3 separate regions of the Mus musculus genome follow, and regions 1 and 3 are each linked to region 2. Evidence: chromatin contacts called from public HiChIP or PLAC-seq data. All regions are on one chromosome and are shown on one strand. Each heading gives the region's core, a stretch centred on a gene start, on an enhancer-like site or on the middle of the called end of the contact. The rest is flanking DNA. Distances are from core to core; before and after follow the strand shown.

Region 1 (3,087 bases), core at 323-2,822, 1.7 Mb before region 2:
ACTTCCTTTTTTAACACTCAACTGTTTGTTTTACATCCTGACCAAAGTTTGCCCTCCCTCTCCTCTCAGTTCCTCTCCACCCCATCAACCAGCCCTGGCACATCAAGTTGCAATAAGACCATGCTATTTTCTTAGCGGGGTCAAGAGAATGTAAAACCCAAAAGACAAGCATTGGCCCTGTTGTCACAACACAAACATTTCATTTCTCCACGGCCATGTAAAAATAACCAGCATTACCCTGACCTTCCTGTTCCCATTTCTTAAGCAAAAAACAAACAAACAAAAACAAAAACACGAAAACAAAACCCCCAAGAAACCAACGACTGCTAAGAAAGGGTTGATATGTATGTCAGTGGTAGAAGACTTGTCAAGATGTGCCACGCCTTGAGTTTTATACCCAGCCCTAAGTAATTAAAAAATGAAATTGTGTTTAAGTTCATAGTAGCAAATGGAGCCTCTGTTACCCGTAAGATCTTGTTAGGGTTGGGTTATCTCTAAAGTTCTAAAGTTGAGTTAATGGCTTAAAATGTCATTTTCCTTCTAGAAGAATTACTTTTCATCTTCCACTAAGAACTAGATTTAGGAGAAAGTGAGCGTTAGTGAAAAGTGGCTTCATACGAACACATACCTCGGGCTGGTGAAAGAGCACACCGACTGCTCTTTCCGAAGGTCCTGAGTTCAAATCTCACAACCACATGGTAGCTCACAACAAGAGACCTGACGCCCTCTTCTGGTGCGTCTGAAGACAGCTACAGTGTACTTATTTATAACAATAAATAAATCTTTGGGCGGGGGGCCGATCGGAGTGAGCGAGCAGGGTTGACCCGAGCGAACAGAGGTCCTAAATTCAATTCCCAACAACCAGATGAAGGCTCACAACTATCTGCACAGCTACAGTGTATACTCATAGACATAAAATAAGTAAATCTTAAAAATAAATTTAAAAAATTCTAAAGAAATCTTAAAAAACAAAACAAAAACAAAACACATACCTCGTAAACATGGGATTACAGTTTAGAGAGGTGGAGAGAAGAAGTGCTAACAGGGCTGTGGGTTCTCATCAAAAGTTTCCAAAATATCCGCGATAGGGTCTTACCGTATCCAGGGGGCGTGGAGAGTGAGGTTTTCCTCCCACGACTGACGCTGCCTTACCTGGCTGTGCGGCCACCGCTTCAGACGCGCTGGGCGGAGAGGAGAGCGTCCCGCAACGGTTCAGGTCCCGCGGCCGCTTCTCTAGCCGGCGGACCAGCCAGCGCACGGCGATGAACAGCACCGAGGCGCCCAGGAGCTCCCAGGCCAGGGCCGCCCACTCCACCACAGCCAGCCGCTGCCACAGCATCGCCACCGCCGGCGCCGAGGCCTTGAGCGCGGCCGCTGCAAATGCAGCCCGCGTCGCTCCCGCCTCCGGCCCTCAGAAGACCGCTCGCCTCGCCACGGGAGTCGCGCCTGCCCCAAGCCTCCTCCTCCGCCCGGCCGTGGTTAGACCAGGCGGGCTGCGCGCGCAGTGCGGGCCGTCCCGTTTCCCAACGATCAGGCTAGAACGCGGCCCGGAACGCAGCCTCAGGCGGCTCCGGAGGCAGCCCGGGGTCCTGATTAACGCGAGCGCAGCCCGGCAGTGGCGCGGGCAGCTTGGTCGGGGTCCTGAGTCGGACTCGGCGCGCTGCCTGGCGCGGCTCGCTCTTCAGGTGCGCCGCCCCGAGTTGTCGCTGCTGGAGAGCGCGAGCGGGCTCCTGGGTCACCCAGACTGTGTGTCATCCCGAAGCCAGCAGAGCTGGGGCCATAGTGCTTGACTGATAGGGGCTGAGGATGAATACGGCGGCCAGAAAGCCCAGCTCTGCCTCCTGTTGTTAATGAAGATTTTCTCTGGAATACAGGCAGAATGCCTATACCATTCCGACGGATAACGCGAAAGCCTACCTAGCACTGGGATTAAAGATGTGAGCCACCATGCCAGGCTGCTGATTTTAATTTTTGAAGTCCTTTTCTAACCTTTGTTTTTCTTTTTTGAGTCTTAACTATATATCCCCAAACTGGCCTTATGCTGGAGATCTGCCTCCTTGAGCTCGCAGAAATGTGATTACAAGCATGTCACATTAATTTCTGCCCACAGATCATGAGCTATGGAAGCCCGTGATGGTGTAGAGGCTTCTCACATGTACTCTGAGTGGTCTTTAGAAGGCAGAGTGGAGGATGGAGGCCTGTTCTGTTCAAATGTGTATCCTACCTCCTGCCAGTGAGAACTTGGTAAGACCAATTCTCACTATCCGGAGAGGGTGGCCTGAGGAATGGCCTAAAAAGGCCTGAGTGGAGGCCCCGACACGTTCAATTTACAGGTTACCAGCCAAGAGTCAGATATACATACCCTTCAGGTCATATCTTCAGTTAAAGATGTTACTTACTCCTCAGAACAGTCTCAGGGAAGCCAAACTAGATGACTTGAGAAATGCTAAGATGAATTTCCAGTTATTTTTATAGCCCCAGGATTAGAAAGCTAATTTAGATGTATTTCAGTATTTAGCTGGGCGTGGTGGTGCACATCTTTAATTCCAGACAGAAGCATGTGGATATCTGTGTTCGAGGCCACCCTGGTCTATAGATCCAGCCCAAGAGGCATCCAAGACTAAGTAGCAAAACCTTGTCTCAAAAAAACCAAGATAAATAAGTTAAATTTAATTATAGGCAGATGGGTAAAGTAGTATTAATTCCTTAAAGAAACAGGTACAGGAATATGTCATAGAGCAGTGGAGAACAACTTTTAATGTTTTGTCTTTTGCTTCATAATTGTGTTTATTTAAAGAGACCATGTGGGGTGGGGGGCTGAAAAGATGGCTCAGCGGTTAAGATCACTGACTGCTCTTCCAGAGGTCCTGAGTTCAATTCCCAGCAACCATATGGTGGCTCACAACCATCTGTAATGGGTTCTGATGCCCTCTTCTGGTGTGTCTGAAGACAGCAATGGTGTACTTTCATACATAAAATGAATAAATCTTTTAATAAATAAATAACCATTGTTCATTAAGACTGTTAGATCTGTGTGTTATAACTAAAACATTTACTTGAAACCTAGGCAGCTGAGGATCTTGAGTT
Region 2 (2,830 bases), core at 314-2,813:
AGGAAGGCAGAGACAGCCAGAGACAGAGGAAGTAAAAGTGGAAGCCCACTAGTCCTAGGGTCCTTTGCCTCTAATAATCTCAGCTGGGCTCAGGACTATGAATGGATTAGGTTGGCCTGCTTTGTCTCAAGAGGTTAACCCAGGGTCTTCTATGGGATTGCTGACAGAAGGTCAGGTCCATCTGGTGGCGTGGCGGGGAGAAGAAAAGCAGGTGAGAAGTAATGAGTCTGTCTTGCTGTGGCCCTTGCTTTTGCTAGCTACTATAGACTCCGAAAACACAGAATGAGCCAGACTGGGCACATCTGTGTGCAGGTGACCCCATTCCACAGGACATCAGTCCTGGGCCTGAACAAGGCTCTGGGCATCAACCAACCTTACCATGAGTGTGGTGGGTGAACTGAGATGGACAGTGCCAGTAGGAAGGGCACTGGGAGACTTAACTCTTCTGTGTCTGATGTGAGTCATGCCCAACTTCCTAAATGATCCTCTCCTCCTAGGCATATGCCTGTGTGCAGTGCAGGCACTTCACCAGTGGGATCAGACAGTATCCTTAACTCCAGGGCCCCAGGCTGAAGTCAGGGCAGAAGGTGTGGGGCTTAACACTTTCTCTTCTTGTCTCCACTCCAGCTCCGTTCCTGGTCTCTTCTACTTTGAATCTGCTAGGTCAAAGGAACAAAAACTGATAAAAGCAAGTCTGGAATGGACCCTCCCTTACTCCCCACCCCTAGCCCTCGAATTCAAGCCACCAAGCACCCTGGGGCAGCTTTGGAATGTTGGTGAAGGGGGAATACTCATGAGGCAAGAAGTTTCACTGAATTGGGTGAAGGTCAAGAACAACCTAATCCTTAAGAATGACTCAGCCAGGAGGAACATTAACAGTTAAAGCAATGGCCATCAGCACTAGACTCTGCGGGTCAGGAATTACCACCTGGCTAGCCAGAATAAAAAACAGCTTAGGTGTCCCCACATGCTCTGACTTCTGCGAAGACGATTGCCTCACAGAAGCCCCCCAGGATAACTGCAGGGATACCAGGCCAACCTTGTGGCCACTGGGCTCTGCAGTGCAGCTGCCGCAGAGTTGAAATCCCGGTGCCAGGGGAAGGGGCGGCCTAGAGGCGGGGCTGTGGCTGTCTCCCAGGAGCCCCCGCCCATCCATGTCCGCAGTGACCTTCAGGCGTCCCTGACTGACTGGGGTTTCTATCCCACCAAAGCCACATTTGGCGGCTCTGCACACCGGAGAAGCCTGGATGTGTGGGCCTATCTTGCTCGATCGGGGGTCTCGGGCTGTGCTCGCCTTCTCCCGCCCTGCCAGCAAAGAGCAAAGAAACCCGGTCAGGAGCAAACGTGGTTGGTAGATTAGGGATGGTGACCCCATCCCTGCATTCTCCCAGCGTTTCAGGAGGGCGCTTCAGTAGGACTTCAGGAGGGTCTCCAAGCCGGTGTGGAGAGAGTGGCCCAGGCCAAAGAGGGGCCCCTAATGCAGCTGTCGCGCGCGCCAGGCCAGGATCTGGGAACCGGGGGCGCGGCTGCCCCCCCTACCTCCGCCGAGCCCCGCCCTCCTCGTCATGCGGGACGCGGGCGGGGGCGCCTCTGAGTGACGCGCCCTCCTCGCGGTGTCCTTCAGCCGCCGCAGCAGCACAGAGCGCCACATGGACCCCGCCGGCCTGAGAGCGCGCTGCTGTTGATCGTCCACCTTGGAAGGTAACCGGCGCCCTAGCAGCCAGTCCGACCTTAACCGGCTCCCTCCTTTCCCCTTCCCAGCCCAGTTTTCTTCCCGACTCCTGGGCTTCCCTTTCTGGATCCCCGCTTTCTAGCCGTGGGTCTCCTACCCATATCCTAGGTTCCCCTACTCTTGGTTCCTTGTCTTTCAGACCCAAGGTTGCTCAGCCTGAAAGGCGCTGTCCATCGTGAGGTGCTGAAACGGCCCTTGATTCCCTTTCCCATAGGCATCTTTTTTCTTTCTTTCTTTCTTTCTTCTTTCCCTGGCGCGCTCCGGCCTGAGGCCGTGCTCCGGTCGGGCACCTCGCCCAGCAAAGCAAAGGGTGCGGCGGCCGCGAGAGAACGGGATGCCTTGGTCTTTGCGGAATCTCCGCAGCGTCCTAGCCTCTCTACAGCTGGCCCTGCGGAGCCCCCATCCCCCGATTCCCGGAAACAGAGAGAAGTTTAGAAGGCAATTGGCTTTGCTGCAAAGGCATCCCTGAACCCCTAGCTTCTCGGACACTCTTCCTGCCTGGCACCCCTTCGGGTCTCATTCCGCAGAGAGAAACCTGTGAAACACTGGATCCCTCAGGACCAGGTTCCCTGATAGGAAAGACTCTACAAAGAGGGATGTCTTTGCAGCTGTTGGCATTACAGAAAGCACCTTTCTAAATGCTGCTGGCACTTTAGTCCACGCTGGGCATTCTGACTTGGGTTGCCCTACCCCATGCAGAAGCAGGAGTGGGTCATCTGTTTCCCCTCCCACTGGAAGACGGGGACTCCATCCAGGGCCAGTTCTGCTGTGGGCCTCCAGAGTCTCTCTAGAGACAGATATAGTTGAGACTAGTCAGAAGTCATAAGGACCTTTCCTGAGGGACATTCATGGACTTGTCTCTCCAATTCTTCCCCAGAGGGACCCCTGCCCCACAGCTCCAAAACTGCCAAGGAGGCTGAGCAGCCAGAACCTGGGTGCTACAGCGGAGCATTGACCTTCAAATGCCCCCTGGGCTCCACCCCCGCTTGAGGAGGCTGGCGCCAGTCTCCAGTAACTGGTGGCCCCAGGTTGTGAGCTGCAGTGGCATCTAAAAGCTTCCTTCAGAAACCCCAGAAGAAGCAAGATAACTGTTGGTTT
Region 3 (2,944 bases), core at 47-2,546, 1.7 Mb before region 2:
TTAGATATTGGGGCTCACTGGGCAGACACCTCTGCAGTCATATGGGCCACCAGAACCTCCGTGGAAGACTTGCTCCAGTCATGATCTGTCCAGACAGCCTCCACCGACACTGAGCAAGACAGCATGGTAGTGAACTCTGATGACCTTGCAATCGTCTCATCCAGGCCAGGGGGAGGCTCTCCCTTGGTGGCTCTGCAGAAAACCTGCGATTGATTCAAACGTGCATGAAGGACTGCCAGGATTGGGGCTAAGACCCTTGCCATAACACCCTTTTCTCTTTATATATAAGCCGACTGAAACTCACGTTTCAGTCAGTGTGAAATACAGCCTCTGTATCCTTTTTTTTTTTGGTATGTCAGGCCTTAGAGGGTTTTTGTAAAAAAAATTTAATTTATTTTTATCAATAGTAGGGTAGGCTGAGCTAGGAACACCAAAAGGCTGAGGCTAGAGAGAATAGAGAGCTGAGGTGAAAGAAGGCTGTGGAAAAAACAGATCCTGTTGCTAAGACTTTTAGGGAGCTGTCTAGCCAAAGGACCGCCTTAGCCATTGTGGAAGGCCAAGGGTTCTGAGAATGTCTGAGGTTAGAGGTTCATTCAGGAGCAGTAATATTACCAAATGCCTGCTGCTGTTCATTGTTGCTCAAAGATGAAAATTATAACAGCTGCCAAGTGCTGGGCCGCTTGGTAGTTAAAGCCCAAGCCTGGAGCTGTAAGTCCGTGGGCCTGCCAGTCTAGTCCCTAGGCCTTGGGTACAATGGCCCTGGAAGAGCAGGTGGACACCTTTCCTACACAGAAGGACCCGGTCAATTGGTCAAAAGCAACTAGAGCGGTAAAACTTGGAGGCGCGATGGTAGGTGCCAGGGACTAGGGGTGGGGAATGGAGGGTTGATAGTTGAATGAAGAAGGTTCTTAGGGAAAAAAATGGAAAGAATTCAGGAGGTGAAAGTTGAGAGTATGCATACACTTAAAGATTACAAATGAAAACATAAAAACTTCAAATTGAAGTGCCAAACTTGAGGTTTTTCAATTCATATAAACCCAGTGCCTGCAGGCAGATTTCTGAGTTCGAGGCCAGCCTGGTCTACAGAGTGAGTTCCAGGACAGCCAGGGCTACACTGAGAAACCCTGTCTCGAAAAACCAAAAAAATAAAATAAAATAAATAAATAAACCCCAGTGCCTGATTTCCACCCACTAAAGGGCAGGCATCTGCGCCTGCTACCCTGCGACCACCGGCAGGTGGCGCCCTGGGCCGCGTTTCCTGATTCGTCGGGGGGGGGGGAAGGGGCGGGACTTCCACCAGCCGGAAGCGGAAGTCTGCTCCTGGCGTCCCGCCGTCAGGTCGCGCGATTTGCGGCATGGCTTTCCGGCAGGCGCTTCAGCTGGCGGCCTGTGGTCTGGCCGGTGGCTCGGCCGCTGTTCTCTTCTCGGCGGTCGCGGTAGGGAAGCCGCGAGGTGGCGGGGATGCAGACACGCGCGCGACCGAGCCGCCGGCCTGGACAGGAGCGCGAGCCGGGCGCGGCGTCTGGGACACCAACTGGGACAGGTGCGGGGACGGGAGGTTTGGGCTCGGCCCTGCTTCCTCACCTCCATCCCGGGATGGCGGAGATCGGTGCTCTGAAGGGAAGGGGACGCTGCGTGCTAGTGGGTCTTGAGTTTGTGTGAATCGGTGGCAGTGCCTGGATGGCGCACCTCCCGAAGGTCTTCGCGCCTGGGCCACCCGTCTCTCTGAGGGACCTCTAACCGCCCGGACCCCATACTCGAAGAGTCCTTGTTCAGAGACAGTGCACCAGGTCTTTGTCCCAGGACCACCATCCTCTGTGGGCCTGAAATTCCAAAGGATTAAGTCTTACTCAGAGTCAGGGTCTTGATAGACAGCCAGGTTTGCCTCACAAATTCTCCTCCTGCAGCTTGGGGAAGATTGGGACTGCAAGCATGCTATCCCTTCAGAGGCCAGAGAACCCGTGCGTGAAGTAGAGCCAAGGGTTGGGTTACCCATGGAAGCCGGGTACAGTGGCATGTATAGCGAGTGGCATGCAGCTTTAATCCCAGCACTGGGAGTCAGAGGCAGGCAGAACTCTGAATTCTGGGCTATATAGAAACACCTTGTCTCAAAAAAAAAAAAAAAAAAAAAAGAAAGAAAGAAAAAAGAAATGACCTGATTTTAAATGTTTCATATTTGCTTGCTGTGTCTGCTTACGTGGATGGATTGGTACAGTGGCCTTGTTAGGTGGGGAAGGATGCATGACAGATGGATCAACAAGTGCCGGAAGGGACTAAAAGGGGCATATCCACTTGGTTTCTTTCTGGTATGCCTTCCTCTCTGACAGTCGTCTCCAAATTTTGTCTGGTCCAGCCCCACACACGGCCCTGTAGCTGCAGCAAGACTTTGGCCTGGTCTGTATATGGGACTAACACCCCAGGTTAGCCTGCTCAGATCATGCTTGAGCCGCCACCACCACCCTTTCCAGACCTTCCTCTTCCACCATTGTGTTAATTTGGGCAGCTCTGACTTGTCCTATTCCTGCCTCCTACATTTAACTGAGTAGCTTCAGTTTCTTCGGCTCCTACGTCCACTCCACTAACTACAGTCCTCAACATTGTGATGGCCACTACCCCAGTGACTGCTCAACACTTAAAGTGTGTTTAGTGTGACTTAGAAAAGAGCTCTATTTTTATTTGATTTAAAATTAATTATAGTAATCCCTCTGTATGGTGGGGGATTGGGTCCATGATCCCTGAACATATCAAACTCTGTGGATGTTCATGATAATGAAGTATTTACAGATAACCTAGGCATCTAGCTTATCCTCCTGTATACTTTAAATCATTCCTAGATTATTTATCACACTCAGTACAATAAAATTGCTACCTAAGTAGTTGTTAAAATATATAGCTTGAGGTTTTAAAAAAAAATCACATACAAAAAGGTCTGTTTAGTTCAGAT

What was found. HiChIP or PLAC-seq counts read pairs in DNA pulled down with a chosen protein or histone mark.
Region 1: an H3K4me3 HiChIP or PLAC-seq map of forebrain shows a contact between it and region 2, with 23 times the contacts expected there. The contact joins the promoter of Ankle2 here to the promoter of Cplx1 in region 2. A contact is called at or near these places in 4 of 39 promoter capture datasets (cranial neural crest, frontonasal cranial neural crest, hippocampal neurons and 1 more), 4 of 115 datasets of contacts at active chromatin or transcription factors (SST interneurons, astrocytes, forebrain and 1 more) and 1 of 9 other capture datasets (adipose tissue).
Region 3: an H3K4me3 HiChIP or PLAC-seq map of embryonic forebrain shows a contact between it and region 2, with 12 times the contacts expected there. The contact joins the promoter of Pgam5 here to the promoter of Cplx1 in region 2. A contact is called at or near these places in 4 of 39 promoter capture datasets (cranial neural crest, liver, maxillary cranial neural crest and 1 more) and 1 of 115 datasets of contacts at active chromatin or transcription factors (embryonic forebrain).

What each region holds. Positions count from the first base shown.
Region 1 is chr5:110,229,489-110,232,575 of GRCm38.p6, reverse strand. It overlaps Ankle2 (ankyrin repeat and LEM domain containing 2), which reads right to left and starts at 1,572. Exons shown (of 13, transcript NM_001253814.1): 1 at 1,153-1,572. The coding sequence starts at 1,339.
Region 2 is chr5:108,548,760-108,551,589 of GRCm38.p6, reverse strand. Cplx1 (complexin 1) reads left to right here and starts at 1,563. Exons shown (of 4, transcript NM_007756.3): 1 at 1,563-1,701.
Region 3 is chr5:110,268,251-110,271,194 of GRCm38.p6, reverse strand. It overlaps Pgam5 (phosphoglycerate mutase family member 5), which reads left to right and starts at 1,296. Exons shown (of 6, transcript NM_001163538.1): 1 at 1,296-1,543. The coding sequence starts at 1,356.